Linked DNA regions of Mus musculus: region 2 is linked to region 1. Evidence: chromatin contacts called from public Hi-C data. All regions are on one chromosome and are shown on one strand. Each heading gives the region's core, a stretch centred on a gene start, on an enhancer-like site or on the middle of the called end of the contact. The rest is flanking DNA. Distances are from core to core; before and after follow the strand shown. Region 1 holds the start of Zc3h4 (zinc finger CCCH-type containing 4). Region 2 holds the start of Tgfb1 (transforming growth factor, beta 1).

Region 1 (7,749 bases), core at 3,193-5,692:
TATCCAGATAGGGAGAGCATTGAGGATGGTGATAGGCACCTCCAGTCTTACCTTCAGTTAGAAGATCAGAGAGAATAGCCTAGGAGTTCCAGGTTATTCCAGTAGCATAGCAAAGTCCAATTTGGGAAGAGAAGAGGGAATACAAGGGACAAAGCAAGGCAAAAGGAGATCCAGGGAGGAGGTCTACTGGCATTTTGTTGTTGTTGTTGTTGTTTTTCTCCAATAATAAATGGCAAAGGTCAGGTATGGTGATACATCTCTGTTGCCAGCACATAGAAATTGGAGATGGGGGGGGGGTCAGGAGTTCAGGGTTATTCTTAGCTCTATAGAAAGTTTAAGGCAAAATGCTAAATGATACTGTCCCCCCCCCCAGTTCCCTCCTCCCTGCAGAAAACAGGGTTTCTCTGTAGACGGCTGTCTTGTAACTCATTCTGCAGACCAGGCTGGCCTTGAACTCACAGAGACCGCCTGCCTGTGCCTTGTGAGTGGTGGGACTAAAGTCATGTGCCCCCACCACTTGACACTTGTCTTTAAAAAGCCAACAAGTTGAAGTACTGAGGATGTGACTCAGAAGTACCTGCCCAGCATGTCACCTGTAATGTCCTAGGAAAACGTTTTGCTAGGGAGGGTGTGATGGATCTCTACAAGGCCCTGGCTGTCTTGCAACTGTAAACCAGTCTGGTCTCAAACTCATAGAGATCTAGCTGCCTCTGCTCTTGAGTACTGGGCTAAATAAAGGTGAATACCACCATGCTGAGCTGGGATGTTTCAAACAGTGCTTCCACGGAAAATTTTGCTTGTTTGTTTCAGACAAAGTCTTGCTATTTAGCCCTGGGCAAAAACACATTGAGTAGTAAAAATGACCTTGCTGGGATAAAGATCTATCGATCTAGCCCAGCTAGACCAATGACCACTTCCTTTTACCACGTGGAACCCAGCTGACCCTGGCTGATCTCAGGTCTCTGTGTAACAGCTCTGGCTGTCTTGGAACTTTCTCTATAGAGCAGGCCGGCCTCAACCTCAACCACACAGAGATCCACCAGCCTTTGCCTGTGGTGTGCTAGGATTAAAGGCATGTGCCACCACCTACCTTTCTTTCTCTCTTTCTTTCTTTCTTTCTTTCTTTCTTCCTTCCTTCCTTCCTTCCTTCCTTCCGTCCTTCCTTTCTTTCGATGTATTTATATGAGTACTCAGACACACCAGAAGAGGGCATTGGATCCCATTACAGATGGTTGTGAGCCACCATGTGGTTGCTGGGATTTGAACTCATTGGAAGAGCAGTCAGTGCTCTTACCCGCTGAGCCATCTTGCCAGCCCGCACCCTTATTTCTTTCTTTCTTTTTTTTTTTTTTTTTTTGGTTTTTTGAGACAGGGTTTCTCTGTATAGCCCTGGCTGTCCTGGAACTCACTTTGTAGACCAGGCTGGCCCCGAACTCAGAAATCTGCCTGCCTCTGCCTCCCAAGTGCTGGGATTAAAGGTGTGCCCCACCACCACCCGGCCGCACCCTTCTTTCTTGACAAGAGCTATTTAGCTCAGTCTAGCCCTATTAATTAGGAACTGAGGCTGAGGATGTGTCTCAGAATTTGTGTAGCAAATACAAGGCTTTGGGTTGCCCAAAAGAAATTAGATTAAGAATTGCATCCTGGGGCTGGTGAGATGGCTCAGTGGGTAAGAGCACCTGACTGCTCTTCCGAAGGTCCAGAGTTCAAATCCCAGCAACCACATGGTGGCTCACAACCATCCATAACAAGATCTGACTCCCTCTCCTGGTTTGTCTGAGGATAGCTACAGTGTACTTACTATAATAAAAAAAAAAAAAAAAAAAAAAAAGAATAGCATCCTGACAGGAGGCTCTAGCAACCAGTCTGAGATAAGTGGCTCACAAGTTTCTCAGAAGAGTTTTGTGTCCAGGCCCCCATGTTAGCATACAGAACATCCAGCTGACCTGCATCCAGGTACCCAGTGATGGTTTTAGTCTTCACCTCCTGCTGCCAGGTTTGGCAGGTGTGTGTTCCTGACAAAAGGACTCCCTAAACCCAATTCCCTGTCTCCCCCACACACACCTCCCGTGTGTGTTTTCTGAAATCTCTCTCTTCCCATTTCTGTTCCTGGTGCCCCTTTCTGACTGTCCTTTGTTCTTATGGCTCTGCTCCAGTCTGTCTGCCTTTACCCCTTCTCCAGACCCTCACTCCTGTCCCTTCCCCCCCCAATAAATTTCTTTATACCAGATGACGAGCTGTAACATCTAAGGGGCATACCTTTGCATGGGCCCACCCTTGCTGCATTGTATTTCATGACACCCCACCCCTGCATTTCAGGAGAAAAATGTTTTGTTTTTTCCTCTTGTCACTGGGCTCCGACTCTCTTCTTCCTTGTCCCTGCCTTGTCCCGTGATCCCGTCTTTCCCTTTATTCTTGCATGAGGTTAGAGGATGTGCTATCATTGGGGAGTCGGTTCTTCCACCATGCGGGTCAGGCGGATCTTGAGTTTCTCACTTTTCTGCCTTCACACTAAGTGCTTCTGGGGCCACCGCAACTGATTCTATAAGGTGCTGCGGATGAAGCTATGGGTTTTGTGTATGCTTAGAGGCTAGCACTGCTAACTTCAACTTTTCCGCATATCCTGACTCCAAACACTCGGTCTTAAGCCAGTTAAGCTTCCAGCCTTCGCGTTCAGTCTCCATCTACAAACTAGGAATATCAACTTGGGTAGGAGGTGAAACTTCAAAATACTTTTGTTAGCGGTTTAAGAACCCGGTCAAGATCTCCACTTCGCCCTCACAGTTGGCACCACCCTTCTCGCCTCCAAGGATGACGCCACTGGCTGAGTTATGTAGTGACGTCATCTCCGGGCCGCCTCTTCTCCAGCCCCTCTTCGGGAACGACCGACTCCTGGGACCGGTCTCCGGCTTTCGGTTAAATTTTTTCCCCTCCCATTATTCTCCCACCTAAAACTTTGGGCTCTTCCCGCCTTCCTTCAAACTAGCAATTTTCGGCTCTTCTCGCTTGCTTTGGGGGCGAGTTCCTGAAAGTCATTTACCCTTGAGTTAATTAATCGCCTTTCTAGCCCCACCCGTTCAGCTTATTCGCTAATTCCTATTCGCTCCGCTCAATGTATTTCGGCTACTTCCGCCTCCTCCCGGGATCCCTTCCCTGACTTCGGCTCTTTCCGGACTCTCGCCTCGCCCCCCCCCAGGGGGGGGCTTCTCCCATCCCGAAGCGCTTCGGCTATTTCCGGCTCTCCCGGCCTTCCCTAGCCCCGCCCCCACGACCACCCTTGGTCCTTTAGGTGGGTCTCTGATCCGCTCCGCGTTGCTGCAGTGACCTAGATCTTCCCTCGGCTCTTTCCGGCTTTTTTCAGAGTCTCGTTAATCTCAGCTGTGTTCGGCTCTTTCCGTGCCCTCTCCTCCGCCTCGCCCTTCCGCTTCGGCTCTTTTCGCCGACTTTCGGGCGGGCTGGCTCTGCCCTTCTCCACGTGACGCTCCTCCGGCCTCTCCGCTACCCCCTCCCTCCACGCCCTTCCTCCGGCTTCAGCCTCCGTGCTTGTCCCGGCTGTGCCGCCATTTTGTGTGAATTCCTGACCGCGGCGGGGGCCCGGCAGCTGGGGCATCTAGGGCGGGCAGACAGTCGGCCCATCTCCATAGCCCGATCCCTCTTCTCCCCGATTTTTTTTTAACCATCCCCCCTGCTCGCTCTCCTCTCCCCCCCTTTCCCTTCGCTTGCTCCGTCGCGCGCGGGCCCGCGCTAATTACACCCAACCACCCACCAGTGTCCGTGTCCCCCGGGTCTCAGGCCTTGGGGGGCCGCGTGTGTGTGTGCGTGCGTGTGTGGCGGAAGGGGACCTCTCGTCCCGATGAGGGTCCCGTGCCCGTGAGCGAGTGACCTCAGGGCCAGGCTGCGGAGAAAGCAGGCGGCGGGCGGCCTTGCCGGGGCCTAGGCCTCGCGGCCTACGTGGAAGTCGGCTCAGAGGTGACTCCGAAACCGAAAAAAAAAATACTCGATATCGATCTATGTATCTATATGCCCAGTTCCCATCAGGAGGCCCCGGAGCGCTGAAGTGTGCCCCTCCCGCCACGCCCAAGCAGTCCTTTTTGGTGCATTAACATCCCCTCCCCCTCAAAGGAACGATGGAGGCCGTGCCCGGGACCCCCCCGCCGCCGCCATCAGAGTCGCCACCGCCGCCATCGCCACCGCCGCCATCAACGCCTTCGCCTCCTCCGTGTTCCCCCGACGGCCGCGCGGCCACCCCGCACCTCCTCCACCACCGCCTCCCGCTCCCTGACGACAGGTCAGGCCCCCCGGCCTGGGCCGGGCAGCGTCCCCCGTGGGAGGGGGGGAGGAGGAGGAGGAAGGGGACGGCCGCCATGTTGGGCCGGGCCGCGGAGGAGGAGGAGGAGGAGGAGGAAGGGCGGGGTCGGTGGGTGTCTCTAGCTCGCTCGCTCTTTCTCGCTTCGCTTTCTCTCCCGGCCTCATGCGTTGCCCCCCCTCGCGGCGTTCGCCCGCTCTCCCTCGCTCTCGCTCTGTCTTTTTTTGGGCGCCATGCTGAGGGGAAGGTGAGGAGGCGCCCCCCGGACCCCCCGCGCCCGCCGGTCTGTCGGTCCGTCCGCCCGCCCGGGGCACGGGCCGCCAAGGGGGTGGGCTTGCCGAGGCCCATCAGCCTCCTCGGCCGCCCCTGCTCCGGGAGCTGGCCGTCAGCGGCCTGTCGCCTGGCTTCGGGGAAGGCTTTTGGGGGAGGGGCCCCCGGATTCTCTTGTTTTAGGGGCATCTCCAGCTTGCAGCTCCTCTCTTAAGGGGTTCGGAGTTGGGGGTCTTCCCAATCCCCTACAGTATCCTTTCTCCTGGGGGACGCATACCCTGTCCATTTTGGATAGGTACCCGAGTCTAACGGAGGCAGAAAAATGGGGGTTTGGATCAGCCTTCGCTCTTTCGTTCTAAGGAGGACTCCTTAGGATGGGGGCTCTGGTGCACTTTTAATTTTTTGGCGGGAGGTATTTTCTAGCTTCTCCCTAGAAGGCAGGCAGGTAACGGGTGCATTTCCAGCTCTTTTGATTAAATCCCCTGACCTTCTTTGGAAACCCTATTGGTTTTTTTTTTTTTTTTGGGGGGTCCCTCTCTTTTTGTAGGTAGGTGACAGTCAGTGGTGGAGGGTCCTTAGTTTTAAGGTTTTTGTTTTTTTGCGGGGGGGTTGTATGAAGGTTGCTTTTCCTGCATTGGATAGTAGAGGAAGTTGGCCACCGCTTTCTCCGGGCATCGCCCCCTCTTTGGGGCAAAACAGGGTGCAATCGCCCCCTTGGGAGCAAAGATCTCCCCCGTGTGCTTTGGCAGGACGTGAACTGTGGCGCCTCTTGTCCTCTAGTGCGAAATGGGTTCCCCACGCCCTTCTCTGGCGGGTGATAATGGGACCAGCCCTGCGTGTTTTGAGGATGAGAGGTTTGGGGCCATTTTTGCCCTGCTGGAGCCGAAAGATAAGGGGTACATAGTTTGCTGATTCCTGGGAGCTGGAGTGAGTAGGTTTGAAAATAGGTGGGTTTCAGGGAGCAGAAAAGCTAGTCTTGCAGGCGGGGGTGGGGGTAGGGTGGAGAATGCGCTAGACAGAAGCCTCGCTCGCAGCCGTCAGGGAACCGCAGAGGACCCCTTCAGACCATGGGTCTCAGCCCTTTCTCCCCACTCCCACCTCCTGTTCTCCCTTTCTCCTTCACAGACCCTCCTTTGCCTTTTAAAAGAAATGCCACCCACATTCAAAGACACAGGTGCAGCAGTTTGGTGAGCTTTTTTTACAATTTTTTTTTTCCTGTTTTGTTCTAATTAAATGTATCGTCCTGGGAATCGCAGCCCTTCGCAGTCAAGGAAATAAACAGATTAGCGGAGGTCTGTTCGCTAAGCCCACGTTGGGCTTCCTGGTCCCCTCGGGGGCAGGTGCTTTACTCAAAGGTGCTTGCAAGCTTTATCCGACCTCTAAGGAGTTCTCTTATGTCAGAAGTGTATGTCTTACAATGGGTTGGGATGGTAAGTAGCCTCTTTTATTGAGTAATTCAATTATCTCCCTCTTTTAGTCCCTTTCCTGCCTGCTTACTCCTCGCCTTTAGACCAAAGTGATGCTTGAGAGTGGATTTATTATGTTCAAATCAGGATTCTAACCTATTGAGCCCTTTTAGACTTGCACATCCTTTCAGTGTTTAATTTAAAAATTTTTGGTGTACACAGTTTTCTTACAAAAAAAAAAAAGTGTTACTGTAACATGACAAAAGTCCATTGAAAAGGCCCAATATGTTTTCAGACCCTTGGTGTCCCTCTATTTTCATCCATTGCTTTGTCTCCAGCCTTCATTTGAAAGTGGCTCCCTCAAGTCCCTCTGGAGGGGATAAGCTTACAGAATTTGGTTTGTACTTGTATTCAAGTTAAAGTCACATCCCCTCGCCCTCCCAGAAAAGACCGTTGCAAGCAGGCCCATTTTCCATATTTTTTACTCAAATGTTACTTATGGTGATAGACATTTAAATCGAGCAAGTCATTTGTAAAGTACTGTCTAAGCACAAATGTATGTGTAAACTGTGTCAAGCCCTGATCTCTCCTGTCCACTGCTCTTTGTTCCGAAGCACATGCCTGACCGCGAAAAGTTGATGTAAAACGTGTCACACGCCCAGTCATGTTGGAGAGAACATGTTCCACCCTCAGTCCCCTCACCCTACACATACAAGTTCAACACCACCCAAAGCAGCTGCGGTGGCTTGCGGGACCTAACACTGTCCTTCGGATGTGTTTTACAAGCATAACTTCTGTAAAAGACAAAAACACGTTGAAGTTCCATTGTGCCCCTGGCCCACTTTTGGTCCCTGAAGTACTTTGTTAGGGAAGTCTTTCTCACTCAAGCCTAGTCCTTCCAAAGGAGCCGGTTCCCTCTTTGTGTTCTCAGGGGAGATGATGTCCATCTGCACGTGCAAGCGGCAGTTTGTCAGGCCGCTTGCTTTATTCCTTTAGATGTATTCACAGTTGTAACTGCCATGCAGTGGTGGTCTGATGTAAAATCAGCTCTTTGAGGAAGACATTTCCAGAATGTACAGAATTCCTGCACAAAACGTCTAAAGCACGAACGTAACACACTATCCAGTGCGCTGGGTCAGCTGGACAAAACATCTGAAGGTTCTCATCTCGTGTAAAGTTCCACCAGGAGCTCAGAGCAGAAGCAGGGTCAGCTGATAACCCTTCCATTCCACATGGTTAGAATTTCTAAGTTATGAAAGAACACTTAAACTTTAAAAATAAAATGTTAGGAAATGGGATTCCTTTTGGGAATGAAAATTTAGCAGTCATTTTTCTGAATGTGAAAATATTTCCTCCAAACATTTAAAAAAGCTCTCAGGCATATTCCTGCAAGGGTTCATTTGTTGTTGTTTTTTTGTTTTGTTTTGTTTTTTGTTTTTTTGGCAAAGGAGTCCCAATATTAAGTTAAATGTGTTTAGGTATTCCATATTTTTGAAATGTCACAGTAGTACCTTTTTTTTTCTCCCTAAACTGATGTACCAGTTAATAATGAAATTAATGGATGTTGCAAAAGCAAAAGAAAAGGGTGTCACTGGGAATCCCTGATTTTAACAGCAAAGCTTATACATACTTTGTAAGCTTGGAAGTTTTTGTTTCCTCTGGATGAAAGATTTCATTTGAAAGTAAGTCAAAATCTCCCAGTAGGAGCAGAATGGGCTTTGACCCTGTAGTTACTCCAAGGTAGAGTCCCTAGCTCCCAATTCTCCA
Region 2 (7,749 bases), core at 1,476-3,975, 9.3 Mb after region 1:
ATCAGATTCTCCTTCTGAACAATTGTACTAGTTTGTGAGGGTGATACGTTGGAAGTTTTCCTCAGTCCTGGCCTTAGCTGTCTTCCTCCCTGTTTGCTTCCTTCTTAGTCTCTCAGCTCACCAACAAACCCTGGCGGCTCTGAAACCCACTTTTGTTTCTCACCCCATCCCACCCAGCCTTCTCTGTCCATCTTCTCTTTCCGGGACCATTTTTTGTTTTTTGTTTTGTTTTGTTTTGTTTTGTTTTTCAAGACAGGGTTTCTCTGTATAGCCCTGGCTGTCCTGGAACTCACTCTATAGACCAGGCTGGCCTCAAACTCAGAAATCTGCCTGCCTCTGCCTCCCAAGTGCTGGGATAAAAGGCGTGTGCCACCACGCCCAGCCTTCTGGGACCATTCTTTCTTTCTGTCTTCACTGTGCTCTCAGGGTTGGATACTGGACTGGACCCTGGGAGGACCTAAATACAGCATGTTCTTCCTCTGTATGGAACCTGCCTGCAGGCCTCCTATCGCTCAAGAGAAAAGCCGGAGCCTTCTCTGGCGTCACAGGCCTATGGAATCTGGCTGTCACCTCTGTCCTTTGTTCCCCACGACTCCCCGTTCTAGCCTCATTGGCCCCACCAGGCTAGCTCCTACTTCGGAACTTTTGCACTGACTGGATCTGTCATTCCCCTAGGTGCCTAGAGAGCCCACTTCTTTAAGCATTTATGTTGCATCCTGGTTGGCTTGTTTGCTTTTTGAGATAGAGTCTCAGAACATAGTCCAGCCTAGCCTGGGGCCTCAGCAGCCCAAGTGTGTGCCAAAATGTCACCCTTCAGATATGTAGCCCTGGTTGTCCTAGAACTCATTGTGTAGCCCAGGCTAGCCTTGAACTTCTGGGGATCCTCTTGCCTCTACCTCCCAAGTGCTGGCATTCCAGCTGTACACTGCAGTGTTCAGCCCCAAATGTCACCTTCTTTAGGAAAGCTTCCTTCAGCTGCTCCCCAATTTTCCAAACTACATCTCCACCCCTCCCTTTCTGGCTGTTGTTTTTCCCCAGAGCGGTTATCACCATATGACATACCCTATAATTTACTTATTTACTATGTTGGTTGTCTAGGATGTCAGCTTCACGGGGCAGGAATTTTTGTCTGCTGTGTTCATTGCTGTGTCCCCAGCCTGGAGAACAGGGCCTGCCAGGGGAGGGCTTAGGGTTGGGGGGGGGGGGGGCTGGGCTGCATCTCCAAGCATTGGACTGTCAGGCTGGGACACTCAGCTGTGCATTGAGGCCACTAGAAACCTAACGAAGGGGAGAGATGGCTCCACTGGGGAAGAAAGGAAATCTGAGTCAGGTGCGTGAGAGCAAAGCAAGTCCATGAGGAGGAGGGCGGAAGGGGTCTAAGCTGAGGTGCTGACCTGGGGGCCTGGGAGAGTGAAGAGACCACAAAGGGAGGTCAGACGAGGCCAGACTTGACTTGAGAGGTTGGACTTTGTTCTGTGGCCCAGGGGAGTCATGGGAGGGTTTTGAGCAAGAGGGTAATGTGGATTGCTCTAGATTCCTGTGACTACTATGTGGAGTGAGTGGGAGATGAGAACCCAGAGAGGAAATTCAGGCAATAATCCAAGGTAAAAGTACTGTGCGAGGTCTCCAGTGGTTTCAATGCTGGGAACCCGGGAGCAGGGTTCTGCCCCTTTGTCCTTTTCTCTAACGCCTCTCCTCCCGCAGGTTGGCCTCGACTCCATCTCCAGGTGTGGTCCCAGGACAGCTTTGGCCGCTGCCAGCTTGCTGGCTATGGCTTTTGCCATGTGCCTAGCAGCCCAGGCACTCATCAGCTGGACTGCCCTACATGGAGGCCCCTGGGCAGTTGGAGGGAGCAGCTAGCACGGGCTTTCGTGGGTGGTGGGCCACAGCTGCTGCACGCAGATACCATCTACAGCGGGGCTGACCGCTACCGCCTGCACACGGCCGCGGGTGGCACAGTGCACCTTGGTATCGGCCTGCTGCTGCGCCACTTCGATCGCTATGGAGTGGAGTGTTGAGGGACTTCATTGCTACTAATCGCCATCATCCACTGAGCACATAATGGCACAGCAGTGAAGCAGGCACGTGGACTCTGGAGACTGTCAGTCCTGATCACCCCCAAGTCATGGCCCCTATGCCATGGACTGCAAGGCCAGGAACTCCCCTGTGGCCCATGCTCCACTGAACTACGGGGTAGAAAGGGCTGTGGGTTGGAGGGACATGAGCAGGGCCCACTGTTTGGACTGTCGGGGGCACTTAATAAAAGCGTGTATTTCTCATGGGTAAGGTGCCTCCTTGTATCCGCTAAAGCTCTCAGACGTCGGTCTCCTTATTTCACTCTCCTTGACACTCTCATCCGCAAAGTCTGCCCCTGCCTTTCGCTCTCCACCGCCTAGGTCCCCACTTCTAATACAGGACTCTGTTTTCTCACGAAGTCCCAATTTTTCCTTTGACCCTTCAACAACTCCCAAATCCACCGGGGCGCTTTGGTTGGTCACCGGCTTTAGTAGTGCTCCGCCGCCAGGAGGCAGCACCCTGGAGGTGGGGCGAGGCCGGGGTGCCCGCCCCCTCCCCGCAGGGCTGAAGGGACCCCCCTTGGAGCCCGCCCACGCTAAGATGAAGACAGTGCCCCCCCATGCCCTCCCCCTGGGGCTGCCCCCGCCCCGCGCGCGCTTCCTGGGTGGGGCCGGGGCGGCTTCAAAACCCCCGCCGCCCCAGCCGGTCCCGCCGCCGCCGCCGCCCTTCGCGCCCCAGGCCGTCCCCCTCCTCCTCCCGCCGCGGATCCTCCAGACAGCCAGGCCCCCGGCCGGGGCAGGGGGGACGCCCCTTCGGGGCACCCCCGGCTCTGAGCCGCACTCGGAGTCGGCCTCCGCTGGGAGCCGGCAAAGGAGCAGCCGAGGAGCCGTCCGAGGCCCCAGAGTCTGAGACCAGCCGCCGCCGCAGGGAGGAGGGGGAGGAGGAGTGGGAGGAGGGACGAGCTGGTTGAGAGAAGAGGAAAAAAGTTTTGAGACTTTTCCGCTGCTACTGCAAGTCAGAGACGTGGGGACTTCTTGGCACTGCGCTGTCTCGCAAGGAGGCAGGACCTGAGGACTCCAGACAGCCCTGCTCACCGTCGTGGACACTCGATCGCTACCCGGCGTTCCTCAGACGCCCCTATTCCGGACCAGCCCTCGGGAGCCACAAACCCCGCCTCCCGCGAAGACTTCACCCCAAAGCTGGGGCGCACCCCTTGCACGCCGCCCTCCCCCCAGCCTGCCTCTTGAGTCCCTCGCATCCCAGGACCCTCTCTCCCCCGAGAGGCAGATCTCCCTCGGACCTGCTGGCAGTAGCTCCCCTATTTAAGAACACCCACTTTTGGATCTCAGAGAGCGCTCATCTCGATTTTTACCCTGGTGGTATACTGAGACACCTTGGTGTCAGAGCCTCACCGCGACTCCTGCTGCTTTCTCCCTCAACCTCAAATTATTCAGGACTATCACCTACCTTTCCTTGGGAGACCCCACCCCACAAGCCCTGCAGGGGCGGGGCCTCCGCATCCCACCTTTGCCGAGGGTTCCCGCTCTCCGAAGTGCCGTGGGGCGCCGCCTCCCCCATGCCGCCCTCGGGGCTGCGGCTACTGCCGCTTCTGCTCCCACTCCCGTGGCTTCTAGTGCTGACGCCCGGGAGGCCAGCCGCGGGACTCTCCACCTGCAAGACCATCGACATGGAGCTGGTGAAACGGAAGCGCATCGAAGCCATCCGTGGCCAGATCCTGTCCAAACTAAGGCTCGCCAGTCCCCCAAGCCAGGGGGAGGTACCGCCCGGCCCGCTGCCCGAGGCGGTGCTCGCTTTGTACAACAGCACCCGCGACCGGGTGGCAGGCGAGAGCGCCGACCCAGAGCCGGAGCCCGAAGCGGACTACTATGCTAAAGAGGTCACCCGCGTGCTAATGGTGGACCGCAACAACGGTGAGCTCCGAGGGGCCGGGGAGCCAGGAGGGAGCCCCCAGGGGGCGCCGGAGTGCAGGGGTCACCGGGAGGAAATTACCCTCAGAGGAAACTGGCTGGAGGAAGGGGAGCCCTGGGGGCACCGGGACAACTGTGTGGGTGTCCCAAAGAGGCTGGCACTTTCCCGTACCCCAGGTGTCTTTGAGAGGAATAGACAGCCTGCCAAAGTGATCCTCTCCTAGAAAAGCAAGGTCGTGGGGAGAGTCCCCTCTAGAAGAGGAGCATTTGGCAGGTTTTGTTTTAAGTTCCCCTAATGGTGCCTAAAAATGCAGGGCTCGCTGGGTGGTCTCTTTCCAGAAAGGTAGAACCCAGCTCAAGAGAATGGAAGGTGTCCAACATTTCGGAATGGAGATGCAATGTGGAAAGCCGACCCCAGACCGGGTCGTGAGATGGAGAGAAAACCTAGGGGATGGGTACCCTAGAACTGCCAAATAAAATCTCTAGTGGGCTTACTCTCAGAAAGCGACAGGCGCACGCTAGAGAGTGTGATCTGTGGAGTCACTACGGGGTTACAAGTGAAAAAGGAAAGCGACGTTGTTGGGAGAAGGACTCTAGAGAGGAGCAGAGAGGGTGCGGAAAATGAGCCCGGAGGTGTCACGAGTGTTTTGCTTGGGGGCGTAAAAGAGCGCGCGAGCCGGCAGGCGGAGCCCAGTGAAGGAAGCGAGCGAGTCCTCAAGAAATCTAGAATACTGGGTCATTGGGAAGGAGTCATAAAAAGGGGAGACTGGCTTAGGAAGGTGGCCCCCCGCGGCAGCCAGGCAGACGGAGCAGGGATACCATGCCATCCAGGAGTGAGTGGCGAGCGCCCCTCTCCTGGGCGTGGAAGGGAGTGGCTGAGCCTCTGGAGTCGAGCCCTAGAGGAGCAGCTAGAAGTAGGGGAGAGGCAGTCTTCAAAACTCAAATGAAAAAACCGAATCGGTAAGGATGAGGAAGCCCCCACGTGGGTGCCACGCGCGTGGGGAGGAGCTTGCGCTTCTTGGGGGGGTAAGAGGACCCCACGGAACTGAACGCTGACAGGCTGTAACCCCAAGGTCCCAGTTCCTCCTACCGGAGGCTGGGGAAAACCCAGCGTCCGGTCGCCACGCCCTCCTCCCTTCCCTTTCCTTCCCGTGCCCGGGAGGAGGGGAGACAGAGATCGCGCGCGGAGCCTGGGGCGAGACGAGGCAGGTCCGGATCCCGCCCTCCCTAGGCTGTTAGTCTCCCGCCCTCCTCACCCCAGTAGTGGGCGGGGAAACTCACGGCCCCGCCCTGTAGGCGCCCACGCGGGACCCAAGCGTCGTGTGTGACCGGGGAACTTTAGGTGTCAGTAGCTTCTCCAGGTTTCACCTTCCTAACCCCAGAGGTGGACTTAAGGATTATTTGCACATTGCTGGACCCAATTGTGGCTCAGGCCTAATGACACCCCTCCCTAGCCACGACTTAATGTGACCTCTTCGTTGGAGAAGTCCTTTACTCTCCTGAGACTGTATTTCTTACGCATATATCTCTTCCGGCATGTGCCTCTCATTTCCGTCTCCTCTCCCACATACCTATTCATCTCTATGTCACCCCATTTCCCTCTGCGACACCCACAATCCTTCCTGCCCTCCTATCTCTCCCCTATCGGCTACCCCCAGCTGAGATCCCATCCCTCCATTGTGGTTTGCTGAGTAACAACCGAACCAAGAATAGAGGCCCTCTGTCCTTCATCGACGTCTGGGATCACCATCTCATCCCCACTACAAGAAGCCAGAAGCCCCAGCAGACGCAGAATTTCGGGATTTTGCCCCTTCGTTCCCCAGTGCAGACATCCTTTAGGCTAGGAAGCCCTTTAGTGAATGGGGCTCCCAAACCTGCAGTCACTCTTACCTAGAAATCCTCTTTGCTGCTAACACGACCAGGAAATGGGCTAAAGAGGGGAGTAACTAATGACACTGATGACAGGCAAATGATAATAAACCCCCACTGGCCAGGAAATGGCAGAGTTTTGGGATTAGGACCACTGTCTGGTTGTCTCCATCTGATCCCCCCCTCCCCTGCTTATCCTCATTCCCACTCAGTTCTCCCCCTCCATCCACCTCCCATGACTTACTGACTCGCTGTGCAGGGGTGGATTGGTACGGGGTGCGGGCTTCCCCTTCTCAGGAGAGGAGGGGGTGAGGGAAGGGGATGTGAGGGGGGACTGGAAGGAGGGAAAGCTGAAGTCGGGTTATAAAGTGAATGAATGAATGAATGAATGAATGAACGAACGAACAAACAAATAAATGGGGGGGGGCAACCCAATCCCAGGCTGCCAAGTCTGTCTATGACTGTAGTCCCAGTACTGGGGAGACAAAGGCAAAAGGACTGCTTCAAGACCATCCTTGGATACACAGTGAATGTGAGACTAGCCTAAGCTATGAAATCCTGTCTCCAGAACAAAAGAAAATAAACAAAAAAATTAGTCCCTGGGGCGGGAGAGATGGCTCAGAGGTTAAGAGCACTGGCTGCTCTTCCAGAGGTCCTGAGTTCAAGTCCCAGCAACCACATGGTGGCTCACAACCATCTGAAATAAGATCCGATTCCTTCTTCTGGTGTGTCTGAAAACAGCGACAGTGTACTCATATATATAAAATAAATAAATTAATTTTTAAAAGCTTTTAAAAAATTAGTCCCTGTAATAAGGTGGCTTGAATCTTACCATGTTGTGAAGTCTCAATGCCTTTATCTTTTGTAAAGTGTTTAAAATGATATCTTTACCATGCACTGTATTCCCCTCACCTTTATTAGCACACACACATGTGCACACACACGCACGTGCGTGCACACACACACATATGTAGGCTAACTCCCAGTGAACAGCTTCCTGACTCAGGCTCAGGCTCCTCAGCTTTGGCTGCAGACTCACACTAGCTAAAATACACTTTATTATGTTTAGCTTTTCCCCAGTGTCTCATCAGCTCTGTTAATCCTGGATTTGATTGGTGTCTTACAGTTAAAGAGAGAAGTTTGGCCGCTACTGGTGGCACAGGCCTGTAGGATTTGCTGAAGGAGGCAGAGGTGGGAGGATCTGGAGTTCAAGGCCAGCCTGGGATACACATTTTTCTGCCAGCCAGTGGTGGCGCACGCCTTTAATCCCAGAATTTGGGAGGCAGAGGCAGGCGGATTTCTGAATTTGAAGCCAGTTTGGTCTACAGATTGAGCTCCAGGACAGCCAGGGCTACACAGAGAAATCCTGTCTCAAAAAAAAAAGAAAAGAAAGAAAGGGAGGGAGGGAGGGAGGGAGGGAGAGAGGGGGGAGAGGGGAAGGGAAGGAAGGAAGAAAAGAAAGAAAGAAAGAAAGAGAGAAAGAGAGAGAGAGGAAGGAAGAAAGAAAGGAAGGAAGGGAGGGAGGGAGGGAGGGAAGAAGGAAGGAAGGAAGGAAGGAAGGAAGGAAGGAAGGGAGGAAGGGAGGAAGGAAGGAAGGAAGAAGCCACAGGTAACATAGTGTTTCAGTTGCAGCCGCCTAGGCTGGGAATCAGAACTTAATGGTACTTATTTCATCCAAGGTTAGAAGGCAGTTGGCCCAGTAGTAGAGCACTTCCTTAGAATCCACCTCCAAGGGGCTGTGTGTAGCTCAGCGACCAAGCGAGCGAGCGCTCCCACCTAGAACCTGCTGTGGGAGTCACTCAGTGCACGAGCACCCAACCTGAGTAGCAGCAGGGAAGCTTTCTGATCCCCCAAATTATGCCGTGCAATTTACTCTACAACTTCTGTTTGGTTTTGTTTGAGGCGTGGTCTCCTGCAGCCCAGGTGAGGTCAGCCA

Evidence for each region. Hi-C and Micro-C count contacts between places; a contact is called where the count stands out from the background.
Region 2: a Hi-C map of B cells shows a contact between it and region 1, with 6 read pairs. The contact joins the promoter of Tgfb1 here to the promoter of Zc3h4 in region 1.

The regions. Positions count from the first base shown.
Region 1 is chr7:16,396,754-16,404,502 of GRCm38.p6, forward strand. It overlaps Zc3h4 (zinc finger CCCH-type containing 4), which reads left to right and starts at 4,443. Exons shown (of 14, transcript NM_198631.2): 1 at 4,443-4,553. The coding sequence starts at 4,540.
Region 2 is chr7:25,684,277-25,692,025 of GRCm38.p6, forward strand. Tgfb1 (transforming growth factor, beta 1) reads left to right here and starts at 2,726. Exons shown (of 7, transcript NM_011577.2): 1 at 2,726-3,947. The coding sequence starts at 3,593. It overlaps B9d2 (B9 protein domain 2), which reads left to right. Exons shown (of 4, transcript NM_001362154.1): 4 at 1,705-2,286. The coding sequence ends at 2,018.